Regions from separate parts of the Gossypium hirsutum genome. Here region 2 is linked to region 1. Evidence: chromatin contacts called from public Hi-C data. All regions are on one chromosome and are shown on one strand. Each heading gives the region's core, a stretch centred on a gene start, on an enhancer-like site or on the middle of the called end of the contact. The rest is flanking DNA. Distances are from core to core; before and after follow the strand shown.

Evidence for each region. A called contact is a pair of places that touch in the nucleus more often than the background predicts.
Region 2: a Hi-C map of leaf shows a contact between it and region 1, with 2.8 times the contacts expected there. The contact joins the enhancer-like site here to the promoter of LOC107886377 in region 1. A contact is called at or near these places in 5 of 34 Hi-C or Micro-C datasets (anther, leaf and petal).

What each region holds. Positions count from the first base shown.
Region 1 is chrA03:77,121,766-77,127,617 of Gossypium_hirsutum_v2.1, reverse strand. LOC107886377 (agamous-like MADS-box protein AGL9 homolog) reads left to right here and starts at 2,574. Exons shown (of 8, transcript NM_001326726.1): 1 at 2,574-2,758; 2 at 4,610-4,688; 3 at 5,159-5,226; 4 at 5,326-5,425; 5 at 5,538-5,579; 6 at 5,669-5,710; 7 at 5,815-5,852. The coding sequence starts at 2,574.
Region 2 is chrA03:77,623,198-77,629,707 of Gossypium_hirsutum_v2.1, reverse strand. No RefSeq gene overlaps it. Among protein-coding and RNA genes, the nearest start is that of LOC107887639, 88 kb to the left of the region's middle. Within about 2 kb of position 4,202, at least 4 of the 9 cell types and tissues checked have an H3K27ac peak or open chromatin away from gene starts, as enhancers often do.

The DNA of each region.
Region 1 (5,852 bases), core at 1,325-3,824:
CCAGCTACATCTTCCTCATTACACTCAGCAGCTCTTTTATTTCGCAGTTTATAACCATCTGCTTTGACGTGACCTAACTTTTTACAATAGCGACACCTTTTCTGTAATTTCTTTGATGCTACCAAAACGGAAACTTGCTTATCTGTCTTACTATCCAAACCAAACTCATTGTTGAGTTTGTCTTTAATCAACAAATGACCATTCACATTTTCAAATGAGAGTTTGACTCTGCCATAAATCAGGGTCTCCCTGAAAGACTTATATGAAAAGGGTAAAGAGCACAATAATAGCATAGCCTGATCTTCATCGTCAATATGAACCTTAACATTCTTTAAATAATTTAAAAGAGTAATGGATTGACTAATGTGATCTCTAAGAAGCTCACATTCGTTCATGCGAAATGTAAATAGACTTTTTTTAAACACTAAACGGTTAGCCAGAAATTTAGTCGCATAAAGAGTTTTTAACCTTTTCCACAAGGCAAATGATGTCGCATAAGGAGTTTTTAACCTTTTCCACAAGGAAAATGAGGTTTTCTCCATCAATACCTCCTGCAATACCATATTCACGATGCATAACTGGATTGCAAACAAGGCCTTTTCATCAAGCTCTTCCCATTCTGTTTAATTTAGATTCTCAGGCTTTTTCTCGGTAACAACCTTTTTCAAGCCGGTTTAAACTAGAATTGCAATCATCTGAACTTGCCACAAATTGAAATTTGTCTCATCATCATACTTCTTAATTTCAAACCTTATTGCTGCCATATCTAAATGGGCTGATCTATGAATATTGAACTAGCTCTGATACCACTTGTTAGGATCGACCCTATTAAGCAACAAGAAAAAAAATATCGGAATAAATTGAGAAATTGAACACACAAATTTAACGTGAAAAAACCCCTCCAAAGAGGATAAAAAACCACGGTCAAAAATAATTTTACTATAATGGCAAAACAAATAGTACAAAAGATGGAGATAAAAATTAAACCCCTAAAACCCGAAAATAAAAAACCCTCAAAACAAAAATACAAAATTCTCTAAATGTGTTATGAGTTCTAATATCTAATGGGTGTATTTTCTAAAATTGTAAAAGAGCCTATTTATAGGCTAAATTCATAGGCCAAATAATAATAAAATAATCTAAACTAATTAGTGTTTGATTAAAACAAATAAACAGAGTTTAACTAGAAAATTATTTCTCAAATTTGACTGAAATAAGAGTCATACTTAACACCAACAAAAACATGGACCATATAATAGGACGCAATGATGCACGAAAGTATGAAAAATATTGCAAATTGATGCATAAAATCATGAAACCATACTAGCTATCATGTGTTCAATGTATATTCATATATAAGTATAAGAAATAACTATTTAAAAATTAATTTTTTTTCGTATTTGATCCTTTTTCTAAATTCCAAATAATGTTCGACGTAATTACATTAAATTAATGCAAAATGAGTTAAAAAGAAACTAAATCATAAGGGTTTGGGTCATTTATATGAAATAATCACATACAGCAGCTAACATATGCAATCGTTTCAATAATTCCTTGCAAAATGTACAAAGGGAGGGGGGGAATTAAGAAATTAATGTGAGAACCACAATTAGCAAGCTTCTCCTTTAATTCCTTCAAAACTCTCCAACCTTCGAACTAATTAAAAATATATATACACATAGATACATATATTTTGCTCTTTTCAGCTTTTCTTATCTCTCTCAGTAACATTTGCTTCGCCTCTAATCATGCAATTCTTGTTATCATCATTAAAGTTATGGATTTGACTCCACAACTCCAGTAATCTCAGCATGCACACTCCTTTGTATACAATACCAAGATAAAACTTATTATAGTAAAAAATCAAGGCTTTATTCTTATGAAAAAACATTGTTCTATGATCCATGACATCATCACGACATGCTGCTAATTAATTAATTAAGTTAACCATATTAGGATTACGTTAGAAGATTGCAAGACAAGGATTTGTCTTAAAAATTAAAAAGACCAAGCAGAAGGGTAATTACGTAAATAGAAGGGAACAGATTGCGGAGGGTTCACCTTCTTAAGGTTAGGTCATACGATTGCCCGAACCCTAAAATGGTCAGTTGGATCATTACAAGTCTATGTACTTCTCCATTCGACACGTAGCAGTGTGGCAGTGATCCTTTTGCATTGACTGGTTAAGGTTTCTCAGCTTCTTCGTCTTTGGCTGTTCCTTGTTTCTCACCGTTGGATGGGGTTGATCCAACGGGCAATGGGTGAAGCTTAAGTAAAGGTACAAAAGAAAGTAGGTCCCTTGGAGATATAATATACCTAAAGGAAAATCCTTTTTGTTTAGGCTGTCTTATCATTTTGTTTAGTGCGTAAAACAAAGCAAAAGGTTTAAGTTTTTTTTGTTTGTTGGGGGGGCGGGGGGGTTAATTCTGATTACTTGATGGATGAAGTTGTTAGCGAAAGCGTATCATCCATGACAGAATAAATAGAGAGAAAAGCAAGAAGAAGAACAAAAGTGTTAAAGAGAGAGTGTTTGGGGTATTGCAAAGATAATATTTTTATTGGGGAAAAAAAGAATGGGGAGAGGTAGGGTTGAGTTGAAGAGAATTGAGAACAAGATTAACAGGCAAGTAACTTTTGCTAAGAGAAGGAATGGGCTTTTGAAGAAAGCCTATGAGCTTTCCGTTCTTTGTGATGCAGAGGTTGCTCTCATCATCTTCTCCAATAGGGGAAAACTGTACGAGTTTTGCAGTAGTTCAAGGTATCACCAAAACTATTTCACCTTTTTTCTTTTTTGGTACCCTCTTTCAAAACCCCAAAACCAACAGGGTTTTTTTTTTTCGTAAAACAACGCAAGCTCTCGCTTCTTTCTTTTTGCTTGCTTTGATTTCTGACTTTTGGGGGTTCAAAGAGGAGGGTTTTTTTGCTGTTTTGGGTGTGATTTTGGGGTATTCAAGTTATGGGAGAAAATTTTGAGAAAAGAGTGAAATTTTATAATATAAAGCTATGTTTGAGTTTTACCGTTTTGGTGAATGTCTTGGCGTTTGCCTGTGTGTTTTTCCTCTTCTTCTTGATGTTAGATCTGCAATTCTAAATCGTCAAAAGACAACATCCCTCTCTTGTGTATATATATATATATTCCCACTTTAATTTCTTCTCTTCCTTCTTTGATCTCTTTGGTTTTATCACCCCTTTCCTTTCCCCTCTTTCATCCTTACATATATATATTAACTACAAGTTTGTTTTTAAAATCTCCGATCTAACGTCTTTCATGTTTAACATAAGAAGCTGAAAGATCTCTTGCAGATTAGCTTTGAATACTTTTATTCTTTCTTTAATTTCTCTCGTTCAAGCTTTGATTAGATCCTGTTTTTTTCCTCTTAAATCATTATAGATCATGTATATTAATTTCTCATATAAACAACCAAAAGCTTATTTAGATAAAAGGAAAAAAAAAGAACAGAAAGAAAGCTTTCGATGAGCTCATAAATTTACACGATCTGAGCTTAGGGTTTTATTTTAAAGTTTCAAACTTAATCCCATATCTAAAAGCAGACTTCAACCTGGTTTATTTTTCTAAAACAAAACAGATAAAAAAAACCCAAGGATACCTGTTTGAGATGTTACAAAAACAAAATCAAAACAGTAAAGACAAACAAGAGATTTCAGCCTGTCGTTTCTACTTTTTCAGATGTGTCTTTTCTTTCTTACAAACCAACTTCCTTCTTTCCAATGGATTCTATCATGTCTGCGATCTATTTCAATGGATCACTTAAAAGGGTACATCTCCATCAATGCTTCTGAGTTTCTAAGGTTTTGATTCTCCCAAAGCTGCTGCCCCCCATGTTAGGGTTTTCAACTTTCTTTTCCTTCGCTTTAAAATCTAAATTTCGTTTAGAAGGCTGAAATATTTGATGTTTTTAATTCTTTCAATTGATCTACTTGCATGAGCGCTGCTTGTCTTAATTCCACTGGTCTAGAATATTAATTAACGCAAATGTATTGATTATTATGTGATTAGTAGTACTACGTTTATTAATTAATTAATACACAGTTTGCCTGTGTTAATTAATCTCTTTTTCATCGTCATTACAAGTATAATTTGATGATTTGTAAGTTTAATTAAAAGCTTAGTTTAAGTAAGGTGTTTTGGAAACCTTGGATCATTAATTAAATAATAAGGAACAAGTTCTGATTCCCAACATTTGGTGAATAATTAAACCATCCAATTTATTGTACCAAGAAAAAAAACTAATTAAAGATTGCTTTCATTTTAATTACTTCCTCTTAAAATTTTAAAAAATAAAAATAAAAACTTTTGTGATACAGTGAGCATTTTTCTTTTTAACAGCATTTTATTATTATTATTTTTTAAAAATATTATCCTTTTTATCTTTATTGTCAGTGTGTTGTTAAATGATGGATCCTCAATGGCTGATTTTTGAACTTCTATTACTTTTTTTGTCCCATCTTTTTTAATTGAACTTTGATAATTGTTTTTGGATTTATCTTTTCAACATACAGCTCCAATTTCAACCATTCGAATATTGTGTTTATGAATGTGTTGTATCCTTGAACTAACATTTAGTCATTTACCTTGATATATATATAGCATGATGAAAACATTGGAGAGGTACCAGAAGTGCAGCCATGGAGCACCAGAGACAAATGTTTCAACTAGGGAGGCTCTGGTAATATGCTACTCATCTCTGCCAACTGAGATTTGAAAACACTGCCTTGGTTTTTTCTTCTTTGGAGTTTCTATGCTCCCTATATGGAATACATGTTAGCTCATTAATCCAGTGTGTAACCAAACTATTCCTCATATCTCTACAAAGCTCATCTCTCCCATAGAGATCCATAACATTGCATCTTTCTCATAATTCTACTTACTTTATATTTATAAAGCATATTACTTGATCTCCCTACTAAGGTTTCTTACCTAATACAACATTTTACCTTAGAGTTTTGGCTTGGTTTTGTTTTTTGTTGCTTGTTTCTTAAGATTAGCCATTATATGCATTTGGCTTACATTTTTCAGCTAGATGATGATTGAAACAATGAAGTAATACATAGTAATTAACCTGTCTATCAATGCTAAACTTGGCTGCAAATGTGTAGTTTTGTGGGAATAAATGCAAATTTCATGATGTGTCTGTAGGAGCTAAGCAGCCAGCAGGAATATCTGAAGCTTAAAGCACGTTATGAAGCCTTACAAAGGTCCCAAAGGTGAGTGAGCAACCTTTGAAATGGCCCAAATTGTTGGTAATCATTAAATATATGATACATGATTGAAGATGAAAACATATTGTTGATATATTTGGTTAGGAATTTACTTGGAGAAGATCTGGGGCCTTTGAGCAGCAAAGAGCTTGAGTCACTTGAGAGGCAGCTTGATTCTTCATTAAAGCTGATAAGATCAACGCGGGTACTTTCACTCCATTCTCCTCTACTTTCAATGCTCATTTCATAACAGAAACTGCATTCACTAATCAATGAAAAATTGAATTATGGATCTGATTTGACTATTTCTGTTGTAGACCCAATACATGCTTGATCAGCTCACTGATCTGCAACGAAAGGTATCCCATCATCTTATATAATTTGAAAGCCATTAATTTGTTGTTGTCTCTTCCACCAATGCAACTATTTTTCACTCTCTTTAATGCAGGAACATCTACTTAATGAAGCTAATAAGAGTCTAAAACAAAGGGTAGGTTTCTTTTTATATCTTTAAGGTTACAATTTCATTCAACAAGGGAAATTACCAACAAAATTAACATATTTAATGAGTTGAGAAACGGTGGTTTTTTACAGTTGATGGAAGGCTACCAAGTACATTCACTCCAGCTGAA
Region 2 (6,510 bases), core at 2,953-5,452, 500 kb before region 1:
AGTTTAGCAAATGAAGGCTAAAAATACTAAAAATAAATCCATACAATGGTCTATAGTGATCCAATATTATTTTTTTATCTCCACTACCTAAACCCCAATTAATAAAGATTTTTAAGGCTAATGTATAATCTTTGCAACTCGTTATCTTTTACTAAGGTTAAATTAAAACATTCTCCTCTAATGCTCAAGGATCAACTAAAACCTCTCTAACTTTTCAATGTTCAACTAGAAATCTTCCCAATTTACAAATTGACGAAATTGTGTAAACAAGGAAACCTCTTAGAGGTAAGTGTTTACAAAGTGTAAGCTCTAACAAATTAAAATAAACACTTGAATAAAGAAATGAAACTAAGCTCAATAAGTGTTTAGGTACAACCAACACTATCTATAATAGCTCTATTTGTCTGTCAAAATTTTAAATGTTATAAAGAGGTAGTTATTATACACTAATAACAACATATGAGGTTTAAATCATATTTAAATTTTTTTAATTTGAAAATTAAAAATTAAAAATTATTATTATTAATAATTAGTGAGATTTATATTATATCTTACCAATGTAATTTCATTTGTTAAATATTATTTTCATTTAATAAAATACTATGGTTGTTATAGAAAAGTAATTTAATAAAGATTGAATTTAATACTTTATAGTTGTTGTCCTCATCATAGATGAAAAGCTATAATATAGGGTAAAAATAATAAAAATGGATTTTACAAAAAAATTGGCCTTTATAGTTAAATGTTATTATATAAAGGATTAATTGTGTAAGTTATGAGTATGAGAAGAATAAAAGAAAGAATTTTGAATTATGAGCTCATGAATTTTGAAACTTGTTCTCTTATCTTCATTGGAGAGTTCTTGAACTCTATGCAGTAGCGGAGCCACATTGAGGCCCAAGGGCCATCGACCCCTCAAGTTTAAGTTTTTTTCAATTTAGTCATTTATAAATTTACACCATGGCTCTCCTAAAAATATAAGTAGGCCCCCTAAAGTTTAAGATTTTTGCAATTTTTCCTTTTGTATATATATTATAGACCTCCTAAAAATATAAGTAGACCTTTCCAATAATTTGATAGGATTAAAAATAATATTAAAAAACTATTCTTGATAAAAATAAAGAGAAAATCTTTTTGAAGAAGCTAAATTACCCATAATGACTTTTGAATGATATTTTTGTTAAATAATAAATTGATGTTTATTTAATAGCTTACTTAACATAATAATAGTTTATAAGAAATATAATAATATATATATAAAGAAAAGAAAAGATGAAGAGACTTTTATCATCTTTCTTCTTCATATTGGTGCTTAGCAAGAAAAGAAGAAGAAAAAAGTTATTTATCATTTTTCCTCCAAATTTGAAGTCTAAGATATGTTTTTCTTCAAACTTTTCATAGATTTTGAATATTTGAAACTTGTTTTACATATATATACCAATAGTTTTTTGTTTTATCAAGTATATTAAAATTTGCCATTAAAAGATATTAATGGAACTTGGAAGCTTATAAAATTAAGTGAAATGTGTATGTTTTTGGATGAAAAATGATTAGGAGATGGTTTCTAACTTGTTAGAAGTGTAAAAATGAAACAAAAATAGTTAGATGATGTTATAGTAAGTTTCGGCCAAAGTGAAGGGGAGGAAGAAAACCTTGGTCACTTTGTTTAAAATTATGTCAAATGATAGCTTGTGAAACAATAAGCATTCCTATAAAAACGGAATAAAAAATGGTTAATCGAGTCAAATGATAGTTATTTCGTTTTAATTTTTGCAATATTGCTTCTTTTGAATATATTTTTTTATATGTTTAAATCGATTGTCATGTTGGAATATTGCTTCTTTTGAATAAATTGTTTATATGCTTAAATCGACTGTTATATAGCACTTTTAATTTTAACTTGGCCCCACAAGATTAATATCTCAGCTCCCCCACTTACTCTATGACATCTTTTATATTCCTATACTTTTAAGGGCAATTGTAGGATAAAATTAGCCATTTAGAGTAATTAATTTGAGCATTAAAGTTACCTTGTAACCTATTGTACCAATACATATAAAGAGGGTATTAATATAATGAAGCCAAATATTGATACTTTTGGGTCAAATATTGATATATTGATACTTCAAGGATAGGTATTTGACTACCCACTGTATAGATACTAACGGTGGGGTATCAATATTTATTATACTAAAAGACTCCAAAACACTTCAAAGGAATTTGAGTAGTTGAAGGACATAAGATATTATTGAAATCAATGTCCTTGCTTGAAAACATTTTCTAAAATATTTGATTTATTTTCTAACATAAATTATTTCAGGAATAAAATAGAAAATTAGTTTTTAAGAAAAAAATTTAAGCCTTCATTAATAAAATAAAATGAGGGAAATAGAAAACTCAAAAGAAATCCGAGGCAACTAAACCAAGCCAATAGACTTCTCCAATACACGTGAACCTAAACACCCTCATTAGAGATATCCAGATCTATCACGAAACAAATAGTTGAAGGATGACTATCCCAAAAAGCAATAGATGCAGAAAATAAAGTCGCTCGTGATCAATGCCCATAGAACGAAGCCAGGAAAGCGCTTCCCGTATGGCAACGACTTCATCCAAATGTGGTTCCTATGTAGTAGTAAAAAAACTAGAGATGCCCTTCAGACACATCCTATTATGATCACGCAAAATTATCCCAAAGCCAAAAAAATTCCGTACCCGGAAATAACGAGCCATCGACGTTACATTTGACCCATGGCTGAGTCGGCTTCACTCAAGCAGACTGTCGCAAACAGTTAACGGCAGGAGGCTGCTGAACTTGCATACAGGTGGCTTCGGCGTCCTTCCTGTCCTGCAGGAATTGCACAACAAACGCCACAATCGCAGTAGCCCCCACATCAATCGCCATCCAGCAACGTATATTCCTGTGGAACCATAAGGACCATGTAACTAGCAGACCATGATCCCTACGATCAGTGTCCAACAATTCCAACAGGTTATCAATAAAGTCCTGAACAGTACTGAAAGACATACCGAAACCAACTAACTTTCATACCTCAACAGCCTTTGGGCACCACATATGCACATGATTAAGGCTCTCAAGCGCACCACACCGAACATACCCCAGATCCATATTACACCCTCTCTCAAGTGGTCGGCTTTTACACAGGACGAAACCCTTCAAGCATTTCCAAATAAACAGCGTAACATTTGGAGGCAAAGACAGCTTCCATGGCCGATCCCAAGAGCCATCAACCGCATGAGTGAGAATAGGTGTAAAGGGTTATACTGCTCGCCAGTAACTGGAGTAGACAATCAATCGGCTTTTGCCAGGTTAATGGGATCTTGGGAATTTGGGACACATCGCTTGGCGCTAGAATGCCATCAATAAAACCTTTATCCCATGCCAAGCCATCACCAGTAAGTAACTCGTTAACACGCATATCCTCTAAGCCATCAAGAGGGTCCGATAAGGATTAGCAAAAACACAAATGTCAGTACCATTGCCAAAACGCCACCAAGCACCCTTTTTAAGCAATGCCTTAGTAGAGAAAATACTCCTCCAAATTAATGAGGGATTAGCACCTTCATTGGACTGAAGAAAGCCACACTAAGGGAAATATCTAGCTTTGAAAACTCTACTAGGAAGAGAATCGTGGTTAGAGAGAAACCTCCATCCCTGCTGGCAAAGCGTTATCAGGTTGAAACAGTGATGTCGAAAATCGAGCCAACCGCCCCCCCTCCCCCCCCCCCCCCAAGTTTCTTTGGGTCACAAAGTCGGTCCCAACAGACCCACCTAATACCTTTATTATTAGCACCGCTGAATCCCCACCAAAACGAATTCATCATGCGCTGCAACTCCTCACAAGCCCCCAATGACAGTAAAAAGACACTCATACAGTACACCAACAGTGCTTGAGCTACTGTTTTAAAAACCACATCCTTGCCCGGTCGAGACAATAATTTATTCTTTCAGCTGTAAAGTCTTTTACTAAGACGCTCAAGGATAAAAGAGAGCACAACCTTCTTATTTCACCCTACTAAACACGGCAGCCCCAGATACCTACCATGATACACGGGAGCCGTTACCCCAAGAATCAACCAAGCTGCTTGCTTATCCGAAAGTTTTGTGTTAAATCTGTACATAACCCCCGACTTCTGATAATTAACAGCTTGACCCGAGGCAAACTCATAAGCCAGTAAGATATCTTTTACAGTTTGGCACTTTGAAGCCGTCGCACAGAAGAAGATAAAACTATTATCCACAAAGAAGAGGTGATAAACCGAGTGGCTACCTCAACAAATAGATATGCCATGCAAAGCACCCTTAGCCTCCACCTGACTTAATAAGAAACTGAGACCCTCGACGCATTAGATGAAATAGAAAATTGTTCTTAAATGTTGTTATATCATAAGCTTTATAAATCAAAACTAATGGCCTTCCTTTTTTTTATACAACAAAAATTTAAGAAAGAGTTGCTTTGAAAAACTACTCCTAAATCATTTACACATATTCAAGTCACCAAGCTCGGACAATCCCTAAACAAATTTGAAGACTAAATTAATCTTGCTTAACAATGCAAGAAGCATGAATGAATTTCATAACGTTTGTCATATATGCACATATGAACTTCAACATAATATCATTTGATAAACATGCACAAGGATACTAATCCAAGCATGATGTTAATAAGCTCAATGATACCAGTTAATATAGAAGAAAGAGTTCAAAAATCAACAATTGCATACTTAGCATTAGAATAATACGAGAAATACGAGCATATGCAATTTTAGTAATTGTCCCCTTACTACATGCATATATACCTCTCTACTAGATATATGCATCTTAAGTTTCTTATATCTTTCTCCCCGTTTTGATATATCAAAAAGTATAAAATAAGCATAATGATACTAAAAATTAAATATAAAAAAAATCAAAGCTACCTAAATATGAAAATCTATACAAAAAGTAGCTTAGTGATATTAAAAGCAAACATATACAAAATGTAAACACAAAAAAATACAAATTTGAAGAATAATCAAGAAGAAAAGATCATAAAGCATACATCATTGAATCAACAACATATATATAGACAATCAAAGTGTACTCATTCAGTAAACATGCTTAACATCATATATTATCACCATGTTTGTTACCAAATTTTTATGAATTACGAACCATGGTAATAGCAACGGAGAACAATATTACAATATATGAAGGAATACTAGATATCAATATGAGTATGATGTGTGGAAATTATGTTATAACATGATATATTTGTCCAAGTCAAATATCATGTGGAAACTCAAATAGCTTCCAATACATGTCATGGTAAAAATCTTAAAAGATTATCATTTAAAAAACGTAAGATACTAAAAAAAGTAAGCTTATATCCTAATCCAAGTCTAATGCTCAACCTATATGCAATTTCTAAATATATGCAATCATATTATATGCATATTAAGGAAATGGGGGTAATCATAGCTTAGCTTATAGATTTCAAACATTTAAAAAACAGATTTTACTTTATAATTGATCATCGGGAGAGAATTGTATGAAACAGTGATACCACGTCATCTGTATCCCTTTCCAATAATTTTATGCTACATCAGTACTTTTAGCCTGAATTTTAAGATTTTATCCTGAAAAAAATCAAATCCAAATTAAAATACTGAAATTCAAGATAAGAATACTGATGTGGCATAAAACTATTGGAAGATACAGATGACGTGTCGTCACTGTTTCATACAATCCTTTCTCTTGATCATCATGATAGTCAAAATAAGACAAAAACGTTTTGAATCAATTTTAACATTTTCAACTATTTGAGTGTAAAATTTGTGGAGTTAAGGCTGGCCATGTACACTTTGCACTTCATACTGCATGGGGTTTGAACACTACTATTTTTGCTTGGTAGTTTGTCTTTGTAACATTGTAGCAGTTTATTTAATTTTTGGTTAAATAGATATTTTACTACTTATCCAAAATATTAAAAAGCTTGATAACCGGTAAATTGTTGTTTAGCAACAAAAGTTAAAGCAACAACGAAAGTTGTTTTGAGTGTATAACTCTTTTCACACTCATTAAATAATCAAATATTTACATATTGTATTTTATTTTAAATATAAGACTTTATTCACTCGTGATATATTTACCAGTTTCAAAATTATTAAAATAAAAATTTAGTCAATATAATAAAATAATTCTATTTTTGTAATATATTATATATTTTTAATACTATTAATTTATTCAATTATCATTAAAAATAATGTGATAATATCATTTTTAACATGACGTCAATTTTAGACATTTTATGTCCTCATAATATATTTCTTAACAATGTCGGAGACTAAAAAAATCTCAAATGTCAATTGAGTTTTAGTTCAATTGGCACTATTGCTATGCAATAATTAAGAGGACGTGAGTTTCAGTGTGTCGAAACCATTTTTTTGAAAAAACGAGCATCGACTTTGTTTGAAAGCGAAGATTAAAACAGGAGTCGCCACTGATCT